Linked DNA regions of Zea mays: region 2 is linked to region 1. The links are chromatin contacts, called in public Hi-C maps. All regions are on one chromosome and are shown on one strand. Each heading gives the region's core, a stretch centred on a gene start, on an enhancer-like site or on the middle of the called end of the contact. The rest is flanking DNA. Distances are from core to core; before and after follow the strand shown.

Region 1 (5,042 bases), core at 2,281-4,780:
CCGTGAGAGAGGGTGAAAAACAAATCGCAAGCGAATAAGGAGTGTGACACGTGGATTTGTTTTACCGAGGTTCGGTTCTCGCAAACCTACTCCCCGTTGAGGTGGTCACAAAGACCGGGTCTCTTTCAACCCTTTCCCTCTCTCAAACGGCCCCTCGGACCGAGTGAGCTTTTCTTCTCAATCACTTGGAACACAAAGTTCCCACAAGGACCACCACAAGATTGGTGTCTCTTGCCTCAATTACAAGTGAGTTTGATCGCAATGAAGAATCAAAGAAAGAAGAAAGCAATCCAAACGCAAGAGCTCGAAAGAACACAAGCAAATCTCTCTCTCTAATCACTAGGGCGTTGTGTGGAGTTTGGAGAGGATTTGATCACTTGGGTGTGTCTAGAATTGAATGCTAGAGCTCTTGTAAGTAGTTGAAGTGGGAAAACTTGGATGTCTTGAATGTGGGGTGGTTGGGGGTATTTATAGCCCCAACTACCAAACTAGCCGTTTGGTGGTGGCTGACTGTCGTATGGTGCACCGGACAGTCCGGTGCACACCAGACATGTCCGGTGCGCCAGCCACGTCACCAAGGCCGTTGGGTTCCGACCGTTGGAGCTCTGTCTTCTGGCCCCGCCTGGATGTCTGGTGGCACACCGGACATGTACTGTAGAGTATCCGGTGTACCAGCGCGCGCGTGCCTGACTTCTGCGCGCTCTGGCGCGCATTAAATGCGCCTGCAGGTGATCGTTGGCGCGAAGTAGCCGTTGCTCCGCTGGCTCACCGGACAGTCCGGTGTACACCGGACATATCCGGTGAATTATAGCGGAGCGAATTCCCGAAGCTGGCGAGTTCCAGAGTCGCTCTTCCCTGGGGCACCGGACACTGTCCGGTGTACACCGGACAGTCTGGTGAATTATAGCGGAGCGCCTCTGGATTTTCCCGAAGGTGATGAGTTTGACTTGGAGTCCTCTGGTGCACCGGACACTGTCCAGTGGTGCACCGGACACAGTCCGGTGGCACACCGGACAGTCCGCTGCGCCAGACCAGGGCACACTTCGGTTATCCCTTGCTCTCTTTGTTGAACCCAATTCTTGGTCTTTTTATTGGCTAAGTGTGAACCTTTGGCACCTGTATAACTTGTACACTAGAGCAAACTAGTTAGCCCAATTTATTTGTGTTGGGCAATTCAACCACCAAAATTATTTAGGAACTAGGTGTAAGCCTAATTCCCTTTCAATATCTACTTACACTTAGTAACTGTTAATAAAATTTTGAGCAACTTTAAAAACAATGCTCAGCTTTAACTATTTCCTTTGGTAAGCCTTACACTTCGCATGAGCTACCATCTTTGGCGAGTTCATGCACATTATTCCTCACAATTTGTTGAGCGATGAACGTATATGAACTCACCCTTGCTGTACTCACATTCCCCTAGGTCAAGAACAGGTACCGCATGATGAGGCGCAAGAGAGATGTTGTGATGAGTTCGTGAGAGGTCTAGGCCGTTATCTTCGAGTCAACTATGGTTGTTGGATCGTTGTCTTCGTATGATGTAATTATTTAACTATTTTGTATAGAACTCTGTTATATATTAATGATGTGACATTCGTTTTTTTATTATGAGTCATCATATGTGTGAGACTCGATTCTACATAAGTTCGCAATCAGATTTTGGACTCTCTGAAATTCAGGTGTGACACGCATAACAAAGGTAGAGCAGATACGCCGTCCAGCCACCTGGCGCCTCCGAGTACCAAACCACCTCGAAAAAAAACTCAATAGACTGAGTTGTGCGGCGAAGAGTCAGGCCGGGACGTTGCTTTCCTCACCCGAGCACGAAAAAACATTCGTGGCCCCTGTTCCTTTTCCTGCCATTTTCGCCGAGGAAGCTTCGCGACAGAAACCATCATTAGCTCCTCTGCAGTCTGCACCCGAAGGCGCTAGCGCGGTGCTAGAATATGCAGCCGCGAACGTGTCAGGCTGGCTCCGGCCCGTTCCCAATCCCGCGAGCATGTGTGGTCGCGTTCGACTTCTTAAGTTCTCTCAGACAGCCAGGCTCGCCCAACTGCCAAGTGCTGGCCCGTCTGTTGGCCTCATCATCATCGTCATCATTCTGCTGTCGCTGCAGCAGTGGACAGGAGATTACCCTCCCCAATTCTATAAACTGGAGGACCGATCTCGTGTTTAGGACTGTAGGGTGGTTCAGATACGGGGCATGTTGCGATGTCGTCTCTACCTGTAGCCTGCGTCTCATCAAAACAAAAAAAATGCATCTAGCGTGTGCCAAGGAATAGGATGGGATAGTTTTTGCCCTGTCTTTTGCTCAGACAGGGACAGAGAGCAGAAAAAGGACACCGTTTCGTTTCGCAAACCCACCCACACCCATCCACACACCCACACAGCCCACAGGGGAAGACGATACAACGCGTGGCTACGTCAGAGCTGTGCCATGCATGGGCAGACTTTCCGGCAGCAGTTGGTAGGTACTAGGTACTAGGATAGATTAGGCGGAGATCGATATGCACGAATCTCATTCCAATTCCAACGCCAGGCAAAAAGTTGTTGCTGCTATAGGATTAGGCGGCACACGAACTAGTAGAGTTTAGACTCTAATCTACCTCGTGTTCTCTAGCGTTTTGGACCAGCACTCCATCATCGTCCTCGTCGTAGCTTGCAAAGCCGTCGTGACGTTGACACTTGGCCATGCATGGCATATGGCACGGTCCGGCTAAAACAGCGGCGACGCCCAGTTCCGTTACGCGCCCCGGCTGGGTTTAGCTAGGCCATACCATATCGATCCCTTGCTTGCTTTTTTTTACTTGCCCTTTCCACACAAGTTGCAAATTAAGCGTCACCTGCGGACCTCCGTTTTTTTTTACTTGCCCCAGACGAGCACTGAGCAGACAAATCCACGGCTCTTCTCTGCCATCGAACGAAAGTTACGAAACCGCTCTGTAACTAACTAACTACTACGAAAACTAGCGCAAGCCGCCAGCAGCAGTAACCGGATCGGATGAAACACCTTTGGACTAACTACTATGGACTCGCTAAACTATTCGTAGGTGTGACGCTGCACAGTTATAGGGTGTTTAGTTTGATGAATCATTTCATCTAATTAAATTGATGTGGTGTATTATAGGTTTATTCTTCAAATTTGGTGGGGTGACTACATTACTCATATTAGTACTAAGAACTAACTATTAGAAATAAGGTGATGATAAATCAACTTATTATATTTTTTATAGACCAAACAAAAAATAGTGAGAAACAAGAAGATGATAGACTAGCTCATTACTCAAATCAAACACATCATTACTCACCGAGTCACCCGGTTGCTGTTTTCCCTTTCAGCCTTGGGGGAGCTGTTGGGGACTTTACGAGCGGTGACGCCGTGCGCCCCAGCTACCAGTCACCATGCAGCGTTGTCCAGTCCAGTGGTGAGGTGTGGTGTTCTCTCCCGGTGTTTGTCCCCTGTTTGCGGCGGGGTCACATCACCCGCGGTTTTGGTTTTGCCGCGCGCTCAAAGTCGTTGCCAGAACCACAAGCCGCGCTCCTCCAAGTCAGGGCCGGCCATCCGTGCGGGCGCTCACCGGTTGGGTGCGCTGCGCCCGCGATGCCATCGCCGTCTCCCCAGCCGCGAGCGCGCGCGCGCTTATAAAACGCTTGCCTGCCCACCTGCGCTTCTCCCCAACTAAGCCTATCTCTCTCTCTCTTCTCTCCCAGACCTTCCCTCCGGCCAGCCTCAATCTCCCGCGTGAGCTCCTCGAACGCACCTCTCTCGATCCGACTGACATGGCCGGCGCCCAGTCCTGGAGGACCTACCTGTGCTGCGTGGGCGGCAGCGCGGCGGTCGAGGACGACGGCTCGACGCTGCGGCGGCGGCGGAGGCGCGGCTGCGGCGGCGGCAGCAGCAAGGACAGCCCGAGGTCGTCGTCGTCGCGGATGTCGCTCACGAGCCTCGGCTCGTCGTCGGAGACGCTCTCCCCCGAGGACCTGTCGCTGACGCTGTCCGGGTCCAACCTGCACGCCTTCACGTACGCCGAGCTGCGCTCCGCCACGGCCAGCTTCTCCCGCGCCAACTTCCTCGGCTGCGGCGGGTTCGGCCCCGTGTACAGGGGCGCCGTCGGCGAGGCCCTCCGCCCGGGCCTGCGCGCGCAGGACGTCGCCGTCAAGTACCTCGACCTGGAGGGCGGCGCGCAGGGGCACAAGGAGTGGCTGGTGAGTGGATAATGCATACGCCGGTCACCGGCTCGATCGACCGGATCAGACGCTGACCGAACCTGCGGGGGGTTTTGTCGTTTTGTTTGCTCTCGCAGGCTGAGGTGTTCTTCCTCGGGCAACTGAGGCACAAGAACCTGGTGAAGCTCATCGGCTACTGCTACGAGGCCGAGCACCGGATGCTGGTGTACGAGTTCATGAGCTTCGGGAGCCTGGAGAACCACCTGTTCAAAAGTGAGCTCTTTTTTTCCTGCTTCTGGTCGCCTCGCGTGCTAGCTTGGTCGATTTTTTTTTTGAGCCCAACAAGCAAAGCCTCCGGTTTCCGTTGCTTCTGTTTAAAGTCGTAGGACTAGGTGAGCTCTGTAATGTGCCTTCTGGAGGAGCAAAATATTTTTTTGCCTAGTAGATGCTGTATACGCTGCCAGGTCGCATGCCTACACATGCACAAGCCTTGGTCAATGCCGGGGAGGAAGTAAATACTCACATGAAACGTCCTTGTCGCTGCAGGTACCAACGGCGCCCTCCCATGGATGACGAGGATGAAGATCGCCGTCGGCGCGGCCAAGGGCCTCGCCTTCCTCCACGACGCTGACCCGCAGGTGATCTACCGCGACTTCAAGGCCTCCAACATCCTGCTCGACTCGGTAAGCGAGCTCATAGCTATATATATATAGTTTCCCTTTCTACTTGCGTCAGGCAAGCACTTCCCGTCACAGCACACTGCTAGGCACTCGCCCACAAAAGGACGCGGTTCCGAAATGCAAGCTCACTTGCAAACGGTAACTACCAACAAAAGAGGATGACAAACCTGGGGCCCAGGTCCCACAATTGCATGA
Region 2 (4,745 bases), core at 52-2,551, 530 kb before region 1:
CCATAGAACAGTATAAATGTAACATATCAGGTGCAAGTCAACCTATTGGTGCAAACCAACAAAAGAATGGAGGTGGGAGAACCTTTTAAAAAAAATCATATAAAAAAGGTCTTGCCACCTCCATTCTTGTCTCCATTCTTGTGTTGGTTTGCAAGTTTTGCACCAATAGATTGGTTTGCACTTGATATGCTCCCTAACTCAAATGGTCCAACCTAACAGATCCAAAACCAGATTATTTTTGCTAGGCCGGTCTCTTATATCTCCCAGCTATTTCATTAAAATGATTTTTTATACAATCCAAACTAAAAGGATCACAACAGAATGCAGGTCCCATCAGATATCTGTTAAACCATTGCGGTCCTAATCCCACTGAGTGAAATTACAGCTGGAAATTACTAGGCTCGCAAAATGCATTGCTACAATTGGGAATGCTAAGGGTAATAAATTCTATGAAAAGGGGCATCTGATAAACAAATTCAGAAAATCGTGATGCTTTCTGCAACGAGACCACCGAGCTTGCAAGTAACTGAACAAGTAGGCTGAGAGCATGTTTATTCATCATGACAAGTTGGGATAAGACATTTAGGTGACTCTCCAGGAGCTGTTGATCATGACTCAGGAGGGTGAACAACATAGGCGTATCAAATAATAACAGCTACCATTGCACATAAAAATCCTAATTATTTACCTTCAAATCGGCGTCTTTGTCATTGCCAGGGAGGGCGAACCAGCCGCCCGCCAAGATCTTGACGACGCCGAGGAGCAAGCACACGCCGCAGAAGGCGAGGAACAGCATGTTCCCGAGCTTCCTCCTCTCGCGGATCCCCAGACCAAGTCCGACCGCGCTGCCGCCGGAGACCGGCGGCTTGAAGAGCCGGAACCGGAGGTGCTGGTTCTGCTGGCTCTGGTGGAGGAGGAGGCCGCTACCGGACGACTCCACGGAGTCCGAGGGAGGGCTCCCCAACCCGTCGCACCTCGGCGAGCGCGGAGAGCCGATCTGGAGCTCGATCTCGCCGCCCCCGCCGCGCTTGAACGAGCTGGCCCGGCGCGTCATGGAGCCTCCGCCGGCCATGCGGGGGCTGTGCAGGCGCTGCTGCTGGTGGTGGCGCAAGTGGTCTCCGCCGCCGCCGCCGCCGGAGCCTGATGTCCCGGCACCGGCTGTCCCGCCGTTGCCGTGCATGGGCTGGTACCCCATGTGGATGCGATGCAGCCTCCCAGGCCGACCTCTGAAGTGGCAGTAGCCTTTCCTTCCCAGACCCCACGTGGTCTCGGCACTTATGGCAAAATTAGGGGAGGCGCCATTAATGGAGCTCGGTGGGGAGGTGAGGACTGAACTCGAGGAGCGAGCGAAGACCGCGTAGTGGGAAAAAAGGAGACGGGACACGGGAGTGAGGAGACAGACACACAGGGAAACGGTCAGACGTGGCACTGCAATTACGGCCTTGCCATTTGGACGCGTCGGCGCTCGTTCTCGTTCGCATGCAGAAATTTGAGAAACTTCCATTTCGTCCGAGATCTCGTCTTGATCTCTCAGCTGCGGTAGTAACTGCGGACTCTGACAAAGGGAGGAAAAGATCAGCTCAGGTGGGCCGCGTGGTTCGAAAAACAGCTTCCGCTAGATTCTCGGATAAAGCTGCTTTCTAGAATAGATCTCTGTATCGATTGGTTGGAAGGAGCGAACACGGAAGATGAAGGGTATTTAGAGGGTGTTTGAATGCACTAGAGATACTTCCTCCAGTGCAGTAAAGGTAGTCGTTTAGGACATAATTGTGCATACCAAGGAGTGATTAATTATCATAGAGTTTTCCCTGTTTGCCCCTATTAAATAGGGATATGAGTGCATTAATGTCACTAAAACAATCAGGCTTGATTGGTTGCTGCAGCAGCTCCAAGGCATTCTAGACTGGAGGTCTCAAGTTCGATTCCTCTTAAATGCATCTTTTTTTGTGCAATTACTAGGGGCAATAACGTCCAAATCCCAGACCCACGCGCGCTATGACTTCTTTTTGTGCACGCTCGGTCACGCGCAGGATGACTTCTTTTACTGCACCGGAGGGAGTAATAGTTAGTGGTTAAAATTAGCTAGAGATATTCAAACACCTTAGCTTATAGTTTAGCTATTAGCTATTTTTAGTAAATTAACTACTAGTTAGCTAACTATCTGTTAGCTAGCTAATTCTACTAGTATATTTTTAGCTAATTAACTATTAGCTCTAGTGCATTCAAACACTCCCTTAGATGCACTATAGATAATAGTTAGTTGACTAAAAAATTCTAGTATAATTAGCTAATTAACAAATAGTTAGTTAAGAGCATCTTCAAAAGATTAGTCAATTAACTCGTCAAGCCAAATTTTGGCTACTTAGTAGCAAAATAAATCTCCAACCGACTAACAATGTGACTCGTCAAGCTATTTGACTCTTTAAATTGGTTCCGTCACTGGCCAAACTTGGCTAGCCACTCTGACTAGTCAAACTAGATCCTGTTGGACTGATGAGATGCTACATATAAAGTGTAATCTTTATGAAAAGATAAATATAGAGTCAAATAGAGAGCCAAAAATTAAGAGTCGCTTGGAGATGCTCTAACTAGTAGCTAATTTACTAAAATAACTAATAGCTAAACTATTAGCTAGTGTTTGGATGACTTTAGCTAATTTTAGCCACTAACTATTATCTCTAGTGCATTCAAACACCACCTAAGACTAAAAAAGTGAGTTGGCAGTGAGTAGGGCCAACTTTTTTACAATCTAGCCCTTTTGGGTTTTTTTTTGCACAATTATGCCCTTTGCAGTTTCATTTTAAAAAATGGACCCCCCGGCTCGGCGCCATTATATCGCCGAGCTAACGTGTGACGGCGCCAACATTGATGGTGCCTGACTGGGTGACGTGGATGGTGAGGTGGTGGGGGTCGGCGCCATGGATCTTGGCGTCGACCCCTGGTACCGGCAGAATCGTGTCAGGGGGTCGGCGCCATAGATCTTGGCGCCGACCCCCTTTATACCGCGCGGGGTCACCTTCTTCCCCGTTTTTCTCACTCTTGAAACCACGTCGCTGCCTCGCCGCCCACAGGCCCACGCCGGCCGGCCCGCCACCCACGCGCCCCGTGGCCCCGCCACCCCGCCGTCATCCGACCTCGCCCCGCCGTCACCACGCCACCGTTGCCCCGGGCCGCTGTCGTCCGACCTCGCCCCCGGCCATCTAGGTAATTTTTTGAGTATTTAGTTAGTATTTTTAGTTATTGTGTTAACATTTTTGTTAGGTATGTTAGTTTTGTTGCTATAATTAGTTGTTTGTTGAATGTGAGTGTCATGAAAATGAATGTGATAAATGCGAATTTGATCGAATATGATGAATGTGAGTTGAATGTGCAGGTTTTAGTATCCTCCCCGTGCAGGGGAGGTGCTGTCAAAATTTATACTTAGTTATTAAGTAGTTAGTTATAAGGTGGTTAGTATTTTAGTGGGTTGTGGTTATAGTTATAGTTATGTAGCTAGTTATTAGTGGGTTGTGGTTAGGCAATAACCATCCATAGTGGATATTGAATGTTTAATTCGTGTTTCAAATAGATGGACAATTTTATGAGCTTATATCATGGAGGCAATGTGGAAGAAGATCCCTATGAAAATGCCAAGTTCATTGACATGCGACACATGTCTGTACTATTTGTTGGTAGACCCTCCTTGAGCGATGTGTTTACAAAGGCTAAACAAAAGCTAGGTTACCATGAAGATGATGACATTGCGGTTGATGGAGTGCTTAACATTGGTCATCCACCAAATGTCATAAGACGAGTCATCCCAATTGATTCTCAACTGGATTGGGATAATTACGTTACTTCGGCTATGAAGACCTAGTTGCAACTCATGGAGGTTATGATGCGGTCGGTTGTAGTAGATCGTCCCCCTGAAGACTATGATCGTGCTGTGGATGACGTGCCAACTGTGCCTGATGCTCAATCTGGCCCTAATTTGATCCCATTAAGTCAGCCAGGAGATGGCCTACAGACATATTCTGCTGCGTGTATCCCTTTGGCATAAACCAATTGCAGTAAGTTTCATTAGCATTACATCTTCATTTTGGACCATGAGCACTTTGCTCATTCCATTTGACGTGGGACTGATGATCTTGTACATGTTGCAGGAGAGACCGCTGCTCTTGTGGTTGATCCTTAGACCGTGGCACGTGGCTGCTTCGGTGATGGATTTATTGCCTCGAACAATCCTGAGTTTAGGAATGAAGAGGAGCCATATGCCTTTGCTATGGCTGCTGATTCAGATGATGATCGTCTGGTTGGTGAACTCGCAGAGAGTGACATTGAGATGTTGCAACGTGTTTTTCCAGACGGCCGGGATCCAAGAGTGCATGAGTTCAGCGATCTGTCTTTCTCATCAGGCAAATGTAGAAGGAAGGGATGATGAGCTGCTAGATGCTCCTGAGGTCGGTCCTAGCATGATGATTGAAAAGGGTAGGGTCTTCAAGGACCTGAGTGCCTTGAAGAGGTGGTTGCAACATTATGCAGTCTTACGTAAGAGGCCGTATAGAGTAATTCATTCGTACGAGAAACATCGTTACACGGTTGTATGCAACAAGGATAACTGTGCATGGAGGGTCTGTGCTAGGATACAAAAGATCACCGCAAAGTGGAAGATAACAAAAGTAGTGGGGCCACACACCTGTGCTGAACACGAGTTAACGATGAAACATCGCTAATTGACATCTACCCTCATTGGGAAGCAGCTTATG

The links. A called contact is a pair of places that touch in the nucleus more often than the background predicts.
Region 2: a Hi-C map of ear shows a contact between it and region 1, with 2.9 times the contacts expected there. The contact joins the promoter of LOC100279065 here to the promoter of LOC103634152 in region 1. A contact is called at or near these places in 2 of 25 Hi-C or Micro-C datasets (ear and tassel).

The regions. Positions count from the first base shown.
Region 1 is chr7:127,106,586-127,111,627 of Zm-B73-REFERENCE-NAM-5.0, reverse strand. LOC103634152 (serine/threonine-protein kinase) reads left to right here and starts at 3,530. Exons shown (of 4, transcript XM_020541272.3): 1 at 3,530-4,206; 2 at 4,305-4,440; 3 at 4,714-4,850. The coding sequence starts at 3,781.
Region 2 is chr7:127,631,972-127,636,716 of Zm-B73-REFERENCE-NAM-5.0, reverse strand. LOC100279065 reads right to left here and starts at 1,301. Exons shown (of 9, transcript NM_001354577.1): 1 at 689-1,301. The coding sequence starts at 1,195.